Linked DNA regions of Mus musculus: region 2 is linked to region 1. The links are chromatin contacts, called in public promoter capture Hi-C maps. All regions are on one chromosome and are shown on one strand. Each heading gives the region's core, a stretch centred on a gene start, on an enhancer-like site or on the middle of the called end of the contact. The rest is flanking DNA. Distances are from core to core; before and after follow the strand shown. Region 1 overlaps Frmd4a (FERM domain containing 4A). Region 2 overlaps Frmd4a (FERM domain containing 4A).

Region 1 (6,375 bases), core at 3,412-5,911:
GAGTGAAGAAACACTCTAGAGAAACACAGTCTCTAGGACATGTCAGCACTGTTGCCCTAGCAACACGTCAGCACTGCTGCTCAGCAGCCGGACTGCCTATACAAGATCTGCACAGGATCAAGCCAGGCAGCAGTTTCCTCTGGAGTGGGAGGGACTTCCAAGTCTCTCCTCCCAGATAAGAGCTATTGGCAGCTGATAGCTTCTGGCAGGGGGAGAATCAGTTCTCTGGATGGCTGTGGCCCCTGGTTGGGTAACCAAACTCTGGTGGATAGTCCCACACCCATCAGTGTATACACAGAGCAAATTGGAGTTAGTGGGCTATACGCAAAATCAGAAAGAGGACATGAAGTTGAGAGGGGGTAGGAGTGGGTCTGGGAGTAGTTGGGGGGGGAACGGGGGTTAATATGATAAACATAGTATATGCATGTACAAAATTCTCAGAGAATTAATATAAATATATTAAAAACAAAGTGAATCTTTAAGTAGGGTGAAAGCGAGGGGCCTGGGGAGACAGCTCGGTTGAGGAAGTGACTGATGGAAGCACAAGTATCTGCATTTGAAACTCCAGGATCCACGTGAGTAAGAAATCCAGGTCCAAGTGATGTGCCTGCATCTTAGCACAGAAGAGGAAGGGCCAGGAGGAGTCCCAGGACTCACTGCATACTACAGTCTTCTGTTAGAGTTGCTGTATTTTATTAGATGCTGTCATTCATCTTTTACTTTGTCTTGTTATAAACTAAACATTATCACAGGTATGTATGTATGCATGTATGTATGCATAGGATAAATCTAGCAGACATAGAGATTGGTATTATCTGTAATTTGAAGCACTGGCTGTGGTCCTCTTGATGAGAGGACACTTACACCCCTAACCCACTGTCTCCAAAACCCTTTCTCTTAGCCCCAGTCTGCGCTGACTTTCTGACTATGTGACTGCACACCTGCACTTCCCAGCCTGTCTAGCAGCTGGGTGTGGACAGGTGACTGAGTTCTGGCCAATAAGATGAGAGGAAAAGGTCTGTGCCCACGTGCAGGGCTGGCCCATTAAAACCTCTCTCAGGGAGTACTACTCAGCTATTAAAAAGAATGAATTTATGAAATTCCTAGCCAAATGGATGGACCTGGAGGGCATCATCCTGAGTGAGGTAACACATTCACAAAGAAACTCACACAATATGTACTCACTGATAAGTGGATATTAGCCCCAAACCTAGGATACCCAAGATATAAGATATAATTTGCTAAACACATGAAACTCAAGAAGAATGAAGACTGAAGTGTGGACACTATGCCCCTCCTTAGATTTGGGAACAAAACACCCATGGAAGGAGTTACAGAGACAAAGTTTGGAGCTGAGATGAAAGGATGGACCATGTAGAGACTGCCATATCCAGGGATCCACCCCATAATCAGCACCCAAACGCTGACACCATTGCATACACTAGCAAGATTTTATTGAAAGGACCCAGATGTAGCTGTCTCTTGTGAGACTATGCCGGGGCCTAGCAAACACAGAAGTGGATGCTCACAGTCAGCTAATGGATGGATCATAGGGCTCCCAATGGAGGAGCTAGAGAAAGTAGCCAAGGAGCTAAAGGGATCTGCAACCCTATAGGTGGAACAACATTATGAACTAACCAGTACCCCGGAGCTCTTGACTCTAGCTGCATATATATCAAAAGATGGCCTAGTCGGCCATCACTGGAAAGAGAGGCCCATTGGACTTGCAAACTTTATATGCCCCAGTACAGGGGAACACCAGGGCCAAAAAGGGGGAGTGGGTGGGCAGGGGGGTGGGGGTGGGTGGATATGGGGGACTTTTGGTATAGCATTGGAAATGTAAATGAGCTAAATACCTAATAAAAATTTAAAAAAAAAAAACCTCTCTCAGGGTCCTTCCATCCTCTGTCCTCCCTTGTCAGCAGCATGAAGAAGACACTTAAGATGCTAGAAGAGGAGAGAGCTACAAGAGGATATTGAATAACCTTGTGGGAGGCTGTTTAGCAATCAGAGTACAAGTTTCTGTTATATTAGCATTGATTCTATGTTATCTGCTGTGGATCTAAAGTTTCTCTAAGCTGGTTGTGGTGGCATACACTTTTAATCTCAGCACTTTTGAGGTAGAGGACCTCTGTGAGTTCCAGGACAGCCTGGTCGATATACTGAGTTCCAGGCCAACCAGGGATATCAATGATATCCAATGTTTAGATGTATCAAATAATAAAAATGTATTGTGCATAGTAAAAAGTTATTACTAGTAATTTATTTCATATGACACAGTTGCTCCTTCGTCTGAACTGTATGCCTTCTCTCGATCTGCTGGCTGTCGCTAGAAAATTCTCTTCTATCTTACATATCCTGTTTCCATTTTTCAAAGGGAATTAACATGACATAAAAATAATCAGATTGCACAATAATCATTCACTGGAAACCCATCTGGCATGGCGATGAGCTCATACCCTTGAGAATGAGGGAAATTTCCATCTGAGGCTGGAGAGTGGCTTCCAAAGCTGGCCAGCTGGCTTCCCGAAGGTAAAGCGGTGGGCTAGTAGAGTGCTTAGTGCTAGTACAGTGCTTAGTGCTAGTACAGTGCTTAGTAGAATGACCAGTGTCAAATAGTCCAGTCAATTTCAGCCCACATATGAAAACACGGTATTCTCCACTGGACTTAGATGCTTGCCCTAATGGCTGGCACAGCAGCTTTGGCTGGTATGCAATGTTCCTCTTGTCTATCTGCCTCTTCTGCCTAATTAATTCCCATCTCCTTTGCAGGTCTCTGCTTCCCTAATTCCCTTCCCTCAGACTATCAGGCATTTTGCCTTAAAGTGCTGGCCTCCAATGTAATTTTTGCATGAGTCTACAAAATGACATTGTTGAGTGGCTGCCCCATCTCCATTGAGTTCGAACTCTGCAAGACCAAGAAATCATATTGCCACCCTGTCTCCAGAACCTAGCATGACGCCTGGCTCAGGGCACGGGTGGTCCTTATTTGTTAGGTGAATGAACACTTAATACACAAATAAATGAGCAATCAAATGTACGTCAAATGAATGGAGAAGCCAAGCAGAGAAAGCTGAATATGCCATGCCTGGGCTCGATGTGATAGCTAGAGAGAGAGTGTGTAGGATGCTTTACCTGGCTGCTAGCTGTCTTCTACCAAATTACTTAATTGAAAGAATATTCCAAGTAAATGATAGTTTGTATGGCTGATGGAGGCCCTGGAATAGATGCCTACAGGGAGGTTGCTGGGCTCCTTCCACACAGGAGTCAAACCACACAGAAGCCTGTGCAGAGGTAGCAGAAGCTGAACAAAGCTAGATCCTGGTCATTTTCCAGAGGCTCTGGCAGTGTTTTGGTGAGTGTTGCAGGACTGTCATCCACCAAATGAGGAGTGGCTGACAGCATCACTCGAAGCTAATTCCAAACCTCCAAAGGAAGTGTAATTTCCCAACAGAATAAACAAAATGCATTCAAAGAAATGAAACACTTCCCTGTTACCTTAAAAAAAATTATGTACAAAGCAAAAACTCACCCATTACACTGTTCCCAGTTGGCATGAAGGAAGTTCACTTCTAAAATCCAAGAATGATGGTTTTGCTTTTAGTCCCTACTAAAAGGTCATGAATCCATTTTGACACTGGAAAATACTGCTTAGAGAGATACGGTGTGTGACTGGTGGCAGCATTGGCTGCGCATACCTTTAATTCCTGTGAGTTCAAGGCCAGCCTGGTATACAGAGCCCTTACACACATGCACACACACACACACACACACACACACACACACACACACACACACACAGAGAGAGAGAGAGAGAGAGAGAGAGAGAGAGAGAGAGAGAGAGAACGAGGGTGTATCCTGACAGGTTCCATCTGTTTTGAGGAATGGCCGAGAAGGAACAACAAATGAACGTGCAGATCGGAATAAGAACTGGAATAAACTTGCTGATAGTTTTTCCTTGGTATAAGCTGCCCGCCCCTTACTCTTTTTATGCACAGCACATGTTATAGATCAGTGAAGAGGAAGGTAGGTTCAAGCCAAATGTAAGCACTAAATAATATAAAAGATGCCGCCCTTTGAAAGCCTACATCGCCATAACGACACGATGAAAGGGGAACAGCAAACATAGCAAATTGAGAATCAAAGTGGAACCTTGCACATGTGGAAGCATTCGGCTGCATCGCAGCCTGCCCCCTTTGGTCCAGATTGCTTGTGTTAGTTATTTCAGAAGATACATATGAAGACTGAAACCCTGTCACACTGGAGAGGAATTGTCTGTCATTCTGGAGGAGAGATGGTGTCAGAACTAATCATGCAGTTGGTGGGGCTGAGTTTACAAACTCAGGCTTCTAGGAACTCTGTGCTCCAGAAACGTGTTTCCTATTCCAAGAACACAAAACGAGTCTCTGTGATGACAAACTCCAACTGAGGTGGCAGCTTCATGTCTTACCTATTTTCTCTTACAATCTGTGGGACTACAGAACTATAACTAAATGCCAGCCTGGCTATGTGGTCCACAAAGAGGCAGTGTTAGCCTTAGGGAAAAACCCCAATGATTATGTAGTAGATTTTTTTTTTTAAAAAAGGCAAAGGCCTCTCCCAAATTCCTAACCCCTGGGTGGTTACTATAGCTACTGGACCAACTTTCCTTCTTAGACGTACAACCCTCACATACCAAAGTGCCTTTGAACCATACTTCCATATTGGGAGATATACCCTATGACTGCCATAGGCCTATACCCTAAGACCAGGGAGACCAGAGGCCCAGGAATGTGGCCCTCTTGGGTGCTTTTACAGCAGGCACTAGAAGAAAAATACATGAATATTTATAACTCTTATGAAGGGTATGGTTTCAAGGAATAGAGGGCAGGGGGAAAATAACCCCAATCCAATGGCATCTAAGTGAAAAAAAATTCTCAAGCAATCTAAAACAGATGTCCATATGCCATACATGTGTGTGCTGTGTCTTTGAGGCCAGCGCAATTTATGGTGGGCCAATAATTCAGATTGTTCATCTTATAGTTTCTTATAGTTTGAAAACACAGGAAGGGGAGGGGGGAGGGAGGAGTGGGGGGAGGGAGAGTCATTTGGAAGCTTACGTTTTATAGATTCTTATTGCTGTGTATCTCTGGGCTGATCTCTAGCCATGTCCTTCTGGAGTCATTACTTCAAGAACGAAATATTTTAATTGCCATTGGCTGTGACTAATTCCCCTTTCCACTTTGACTTCTGCTCTCTGAGATGTCCTCCCTGGATCAAGCAGCCATGGAATGTCCATGGGTATTTTTGGAATGCCACGAGGAAGCTGAGAGAGGACACATTTGGTCTGGGGTAAGAAGGCTGGATATCTGAGGTTCAGATTCCATGTTACCCAAGACACTGATAGCTGCACCAGCTGAGAAATGGCTGCTGGCAACGCTGCAGGGTCCCCAGTGCTGGGTCTCAGCCATGTCCAGGGAAGGCTCGTGATCCTACCAATCTATGGCCCTGGCTGTACAGATATGTGGCTAGCAGAAGAGAAATCATGTTTAAAATGCTGAAAGTCAGAAGCCTTCTATGGAGAAATCTTCCCATCACCGGGCTTGTAAAATTACAGAGGATTCAGTATGTACAACTCCAGGCCTGGTTTCTCCCACCAGAAATGTCTGTAGCAGACAATGCCTGCAATTATAAAGCATCGCTGCAATGTCTTTTAATTGAAGGCAGTAGAATCCGATGGGATTTGCTCACAAAGCCTGTGTCTAGAGGTGCACACCTCTAACGCTTGATTCTAAACATCAAGCGCCTTCCGCCATAGACTACTTATAAAAGAAACTTGAGAGGGATAACTCCAAAATTCTATAATAATTAAAAAAAAATGTTCACAGCTTTCCAATGAGATGCTGTGGAGTCTGAAAGACAGCCACTTAAGCCCTCGGGGATGAAAGAACACATTTTGATCTGCCTTATCTTTCTCTCGTCTCAGTGGAATGCGTTACCAAATCGTGGGCTTACGACAAGAGATCTAAGAGCAAACAGGGAAACTATGTTGGCCTAAAAGTATAGTGGATGGAGAGATTATTCCGTGGCTAAGAGAACTGGCTCCTCTCGCAGAAGATCTGGGTTTAGGCCTCAACACTAGCTCCACACTTAACAGTCATCTGTAACTCTAGTTCCAGGGGACCCGACGCCCTCTTCTGGCCTCTAAGGCTACATAGCACATTCAGGCAGAAAAATACTTGTTCATATAAAATACAAATAAGGGGGCTGGAGAGATGGCTCAGCGGTTAAAAGCACCAACTGCTCTTCCAGAGGTCCTGAGTTCAATTCCCAGCAACCACATGGTGGCTCACAACCATCTGTAATGAGATCTGACGCCCTCTTCTGGTGTGCATG
Region 2 (6,621 bases), core at 4,012-6,511, 250 kb before region 1:
AGAACAAGAGTGAGACTCTTTCCATTGGGAGGAAGTGCTGCAGAAGTCTATCTGCTTCCTGTTATGAAGTTCGGAAAGATGCAATGGGGCCGGCAAGGAATCCTCAGAGCCCTAGGGTTGGCTTTCTTGAAAAGTAGAAAACACTACAACCACAGGAACCCGAGCCAGGCATGAAAGGACACTCACTAAACATGGGATGCTTTTCAAAGCTTAGGTTGTGAAGTGGAGCCAGCTCTGGAAGACAGACACCTGACCACACAGTGCTCTAAGCCTCTTCTGACATCTCTACGTCCAGCGGTTGTCTGCTGAGCATCAGGCATGTGTAAGTGTCCAGGGAAATGATTGTCTAGCTCATTTATTCCTAGTGATAACCCAGCGAAGTCAGAGTCAAACTTGAACATATGGAAGAGGCAGTGACGTGATTAGGTATCACTTTGGATGAAGTGCTCTGGGTGCCTGGTAGCCTTGCAGGGGTCTGTGACTGCAGGCCTAAGGCATGGGCCTCGGGCACGGGCCTCAGCATGCCCTCTATCTTCCCACTGACCTGACTTTGGAAAATGTCTTTCTCTAAAGGCTAAACATACCTTCCTTGCTTTTCTTTCCCTTGGTGGTGGTTACTCTTAATTGTCAAATGTCCTCAAGAGATTTTCAAGACTAAGGTAATTGAAGTGAGAAGACCTCCGGAAGTGTGGGTGATGTCATTCTGTGAGATGGAGGAAGTGAGCTGAGTGACAGCATTCATCTCTCCCTGCAGTGTGAACCTGCGGCCCCACACTCTGCCCACCAAGGCAACTGCATCCTCAAACTGTGAGCTAAAGTAAACCAACCCTCCCCTGAGACCCCTCCCCCTTCTGCTTTTGTCAGGACATTTTGTTTCAGCAACAAGAATAACTAACGTGCTAGGCTGTGTCTTGAAGTGTTCTTGAGTCTTCTGTGTACCACAGCATGAATGAGTCGCTCTAGTCAGAAGAAATTTGGGGAGACCTAGAGGCCTGAAGGTTAACCTGGACTTTTGTTTCTCTTGCACAAGGGCAGGATACTTTTTGTTTGTATATCTTTTTTGTTTTTGTTTTTGTTTTTTTTTGACATAGTATCTCACTGTATATTTCTGGCTGTCCTGGAACTCACTATGTAGACTAGGATGGCCTGAAACTCACAAAGATCTGCCTACCTCTGCCTTCCGAGTGCTGGGATTAAAGGTGTGCGCCACTATGCTCAGCAGAGCTTTGATTATCCTCCAATATAATTCTCCAGTCTCAGCCCTCACCAGTATTCCATCCAAAGAAGATAAAAATCATGTTGAAATATGGCTTTTCCAAATAGAGACAGCTGAGGCCATGGCAGAACAATCATAGGCTGCATGTCCATGCTGTGATGTTAGTAGCCATGTGACTTAAGATGGTAGAGGGCAGGTCCTTCCTGTCCTTCCCCAGCCAATGAGAACTGTGGCTGGAAATTCCCTTCTTCCATGTAAGCCTTTCCAAAGCCGATGGAGGCTGTGTGATATCAGGCAAGATCAGGAGTATCAAAGGCCACTACTAAGATGGATACTTGCATGCTAGTGGGATGTTCTCCCTAACCGTAACTGACCACCTGCAAATAGACTATAGTATTAGATAAACAACCTCAACAGAGACCCAACTATGTACACTCAGGCAAGCAAACTCAGCCTGTCAAGGAAAACCAGATAGCAACTAGCCAGCTGACCCAAACACGGTAAAAGGGAAAATATGGGAATTTAGAAACAATGAAGAAATTACAGAGACCCTACCAACCCCAACAAGGACAAACAAGGATAATACAAGTGGGACAACGGGAAAGACTCCAGTGAGAGAGGAGCATACCTCTCCTTTAGGCAGGATTTTTTGTTCATCCAGCTTGAAGGCTGTTCCAATTCTCCTCCGAACAATAGGTGGTTCCTCGCCTGGATCCAGGGGATATTCCACAGGCAATTTTCCTGTGAGTTCCTGCATGCGCAAAAGAGCAGTTCAGAGAGGTTGTATATCATGTAGCTCAGAGGACATGCTTACCTTTTAGCTAGGACACACAAACTGATGCAGAGGTCCAATGCATACCTAAGACCCATTAGCATTAAGCACTATGCTTAAATGAGGCTTCATGGGATAGCTTGACAGTACAGATCTGCAGCCCAGCTAGCTACTCAGGAGGCTGACGGGGGAGGATCACAAAGTTAAGACCACTAATGAGCTAACTAATGAAGCCATCTCAGAAGACCTCCATAAAACGACCTCCTCTAAAAATGATTTGCAGATAGAGTTCAGAGGCAGTGCGCTTGCCCAGCCTGCATGAAGCCCTGAGTTCACTCCCCAGTATTGGGGGGCAGAGGGTAGGAGGAATAGTTCACATTATGAAATTTAACCTCTACAAAAAAAAAAAAAAAATGAATGCTAACACTCCCTAGCTACAGAACAGATGCACTTTGGAGTTTTATTCCCCCACCCATTTTTTTTTTTTTTTTTTTTTTTTGGTTAAGCAAATAGAACTTCTCTTGGACTTCACTATGGTCCATTTTCATTCATTTGTTGATCTAGTGAGCATTTCCTGTGAGCCTACTATGTGTGAAGAAATGCCACACAGTCAGTGAGCAGCAATCAACACAACTGATTCTTTTCACTTGCATCTGTTACTCCCACTTGGAAACTTAAGTGTTTGTTGTTGTTGTTGTCGTCGCTTGCTTGTATGTCTTTGCCCACATGAGTCTTCCTATGGGGAGTGTTATCTGGATGTCAAATGCCAGGCAACTGCATTGCCTAGAAGAGACTGATCATCATTTAGCTCCAGCTCTGCATTCAACAGCAGAAGGCTGACCTCAAAGACCAATAGGTGTGCTATTGCAAGCCTCACCAAGGCCACGAGTTCAAGGCCAGCCATGGCTACATAGTGAAACTTTGTCTTAAAAAAAAAAAGACACTAACTTCTGTGTGAGAGTTTTAGTAAAAACTAAACATTAACAGAGGAGGTACACACACACACACACACACACACACACACACACACAGAAATTCTGGTGTGTGTACATCTGGGGCTCTGGGAACCTAAGTGTTAAGGGCACCATGACAACAAGCAGAGTGCAGATTGCACAGTGACTCTGGGCCAGCACAGAGCATCTGAGGAATGTCTCAGAATTAGAAGGCCCTGCCTGCACGAGTGTACCACACTAGGCTGAATGAGGCCTGGTTTAAGTCTGCAGCTGACCAAGACTATGGAAGCCAGGCAAGACTGCAAGACGTCTCTCTGAGACTGCAGAGAGGCACCGGAGAGGCTGGGGACCCCACTCTGTGCATTTGGCAGGCCCATTTGGGCAGACACCAGTTCTGGCTTTCTGACCCACGATCAGTGCAGATGCTACACAATGGCCCAATGGATGTCTGTGGCGAGGACAAGCTTAGAAGTATCCTCTTGAAGCTCGAACAGACAGCTGTCATGCTGGGCAACCCAGGTCTGAGTGCCCATAGCAGGCAAAGTCAGGTCAACAGGAAGGACCGCTGAAAGCCCTTCTCGTTGTGGCAGGCAGACTAAATGGGTATGTGTGTCTGTGTGTGTCTATGTGGTCTGTGTGTGCACAAGCACCCTCCTCCCCACATCCTGGGCCTCTTCTCCTCTGTGTTCTTTTATTCCTTATGTAAGCATTCTAGAATTTTAGAGCAGGATAGCCCACTGTTTGCTATTCTGGAATATTCTCTCTTTAAAAAAGATTCACAAGTGTCTCTGAGACACTTGCTTAATCTGTGAATTCCTATCTGCTTCCCTTTTAGGCCTTCTACAAACAACAGCCTGTTAAGATTGTTATTTTAATATATGTGTAAACAGCACACTGTCAGGACTTCCTTTCTGAGATGTGGCAGAAGAGGCTGTTAACCTCTTCCATGGATTTATAACTCCTAAGTGTTTGTGGTTTCAGTCTATATTTTTAAAACGCGGCTACGGCTTGAAAGTACCCAGGTCAAGTCAAGGTCTTGATTCTCCATCTACAAATCTGATTTCACCAGAGCCCCATGGTGGAGACGTAATTGAATGCATGGCAGTGGGCCCTCTCGCTGTGGAACACCCATGGTTCCCACTCTGCCTCGAGTGGCTGCTCTCCTCCCAAGGGGTCAAACAGTGTTGCTTGCTCCTTGAGTCTGGAGGATCTGTGAGCCGGGAATTAGCACGGAGGCTGCTGGATCCCTTTATCGCACATGTGTCAGGAGACTCTGGTGGACGTTAACACACGTGGACAAGGGGCTGGCTTTTGGGTTGTTTCTACCTAAGTTATATTTTCTGTTCTCAAAGTCAGAGGAAGTGGGAGCTTTTGTTTTCTTTACATTGCCTTTGTGAAACTTTTATGGTACGTGCCAGCCTCGCCTTGACATGTTCCTTACGTGCTGTAATGTATGGTCTTTGCTTGGTTTAGTGACTTCTTTTATTAAACACAAAACAAGGCTTTACAAATTTATGAGAGGCAGACACCAAGGACCCACTTTTCCCCCCCTCTTGTTCAAGCATAGTCTTTATAAAAAAAAGCCGCTAATATTTACAGTATCACATAGCACACCCCCCTCCCCCCAGACAGGCCCCTGGCTTTCCTGATTTGCAATGGATTTGTGCTAACGTGGTTCTGCCTTGAGCAAGCTCCGGTTTAAATCAATCCAGACATAATTAAGCCAAGTTGAAATGTAATGTGATCTCACTCTCAGGCCCACTGGTTCGCTCTTCCTGCTGCAAAGCATTATTGTGTGGGGGAGGGGGTGCTCCTCCTGGATTTAGTTAGGGGCACTCTCCACACTTCCCATCCGGAACTGTTTACCCACGGAGCTTTGGGTCAGGGTCTGTGGAGTACAACCACTCCCAGGAGAGCAACATGGTGGTCATGTGAAGCACACGCACATGTGTGTTTGCACACACAACACACACATGCACATGACTGTATGTGTTACACTAAGAAATGAAGTCTACAAGGGAAGAATGGACATTTTAATAAATGTCAAAGTGGATTGAGGGAGTCTCACCATATATATTGCTATTGGGACTAGCACTGAAACAGGCTGAAGAAGACGTTGTCTGTGGGAGTGGTGTGTGTGTGTGGGGGGGTGGGGGTGGAGTATACTTGTGGTGGTACGTGGAGGGCACAGGACAACCCTTGGGTATCGGCTTTCATCTTCTGCCTTGTTTGAGACAAGGTCCCTTTTGTTGCTTGTCTCTGAGTATGCTAGACTAGCTGCTCCCTCCCTCCCATCTCCTCAAAGAGATGGTAGGCGTGTTCTACTCTGCTAGGCTTTTATCTAGAGTCTTGGGATTCACTTCTAGTCCTCACACTGGCAAAGTGAGCCATCTTTCCAGCCCAATGCAACATTGTTTTACATCAAGCTTACAAGAATTACTATGCTGGGTATATAGCTCGGTGGAAGAACGCTAGCCTGGCATACGTGAGGCCATAGGTTCAATCCCCAAAGGTGCAGAAACAAAACCAACAACAACAACAACAACAACAACAACAACAACAACAACAAACTGACAAACCAACAGCAGCAGCAGCAGCAGCAGCCACCACAAACTAGGCAAAGATTCCATTTCGAAAAGAAAGATCTAAAGAAACAGTGGACCTGCAGGTTTAATGGATTACTGTGTATTTCAGGTGCCACCCTGGTGTCTTTGTTGGCCTGCAGTGATGCTACATTGTACCCAATGACAAACCAACGACAAACTCAGAAGAAGCAAAAGCTTTCCCAGCAATGAGCAGGCAGAAACTTCTGGAAAGCAAGATGTGGTAGGACATTATATAGAATGAGGTAGTGTCCTGTGAGGACATGTCCTGTGTGGTGTGCCATGCATGCATGGTTTGGGGACTGTTAGAGGGACTCGTCATTTAGCTTCAGGGTGTATGTGTCATGTAAGATTCAGTAGAGAGGGTTTTAACTGGTATGGTGTTTCCTCAATACCTAGTTTCTAACAAAGGATATCACAGAGGGTGGGCGTTTCCAGCACTGGGGAGGGACAGTACATGTTTTCCTGAAAGTCAGTCCTATTGTCTCCACCCTGTCTTCTGTTCATAGTGAAGATGTATGACAAACAACACAGACTTAATTGCTTACAGCTTCCCGGAGACACAATCTCTTCAGTTCCTCCAGCCTCTGGCGCAGCGTCTCCTCCAGAGCTTCCTGCCTGGATTTCAAGGCAGCCAACATGTCTTTCTTGGCCGACTGCGAGCTATCTGATTCCTGAGAACCTGTTGATAAACAGCGGGGTTACTAGGCGGCTGACAAGGGACACACATCTGGACCACTAATGAAATCCACCAGAGCTCGCAACTCGGATATGGGATTTACCCCGGGAATCAAGGAGCGTGAAATGAGACAGGTGTGCAGTGTTCCAAGCGTGAGGAGTGAATTTTCAAATACCATGTGGAAATGGTATAGCTTCATGAAGGACGGTCAGGGGAGTGGACTCTCCTGAACAAGAACACTGTCATTTCTGATTGTCTTAAGACATGTCACACCAGCCAATTTTTATATGCTTTACAAAGGGAGGGGGAGAATAAAGTTTAAGTTAATATTAGTAATTTCAATCATGACTTAAATTTTCTCTTGTCTACTGAAATATGCTGGTTTTTGCTTATTGCAT

The links. Promoter capture Hi-C pulls out the DNA fragments that hold promoters and counts their contacts.
Region 2: a promoter capture Hi-C map of liver shows a contact between it and region 1, with 2.7 times the contacts expected there. The contact joins two enhancer-like sites. A contact is called at or near these places in 6 of 39 promoter capture datasets (cranial neural crest, embryonic stem cells, frontonasal cranial neural crest and 2 more), 1 of 484 Hi-C or Micro-C datasets (stem cell-derived primordial germ cell-like cells) and 2 of 9 other capture datasets (embryonic tail and pancreatic islet).

The regions. Positions count from the first base shown.
Region 1 is chr2:4,338,292-4,344,666 of GRCm38.p6, reverse strand. All of the region lies in intron 1 of Frmd4a (FERM domain containing 4A), which reads right to left. Among named protein-coding and RNA genes, the nearest start is that of Gm23691, 40 kb to the left of the region's middle. RefSeq lists an enhancer at 3,210-5,009. Within about 2 kb of position 4,661, at least 37 of the 459 cell types and tissues checked have an H3K27ac peak or open chromatin away from gene starts, as enhancers often do.
Region 2 is chr2:4,585,966-4,592,586 of GRCm38.p6, reverse strand. Frmd4a (FERM domain containing 4A) reads right to left here. Exons shown (of 23, transcript NM_172475.3): 15 at 6,093-6,226; 16 at 1,845-1,967. It overlaps Gm13179 (a long non-coding RNA gene), which reads left to right. Exons shown (of 3, transcript XR_003953990.1): 1 at 1-817; 2 at 5,636-5,767; 3 at 6,054-6,138. Among named protein-coding and RNA genes, the nearest start is that of Gm13179, 5.3 kb to the left of the region's middle. RefSeq lists an enhancer at 3,825-5,002. Within about 2 kb of position 5,261, at least 29 of the 459 cell types and tissues checked have an H3K27ac peak or open chromatin away from gene starts, as enhancers often do.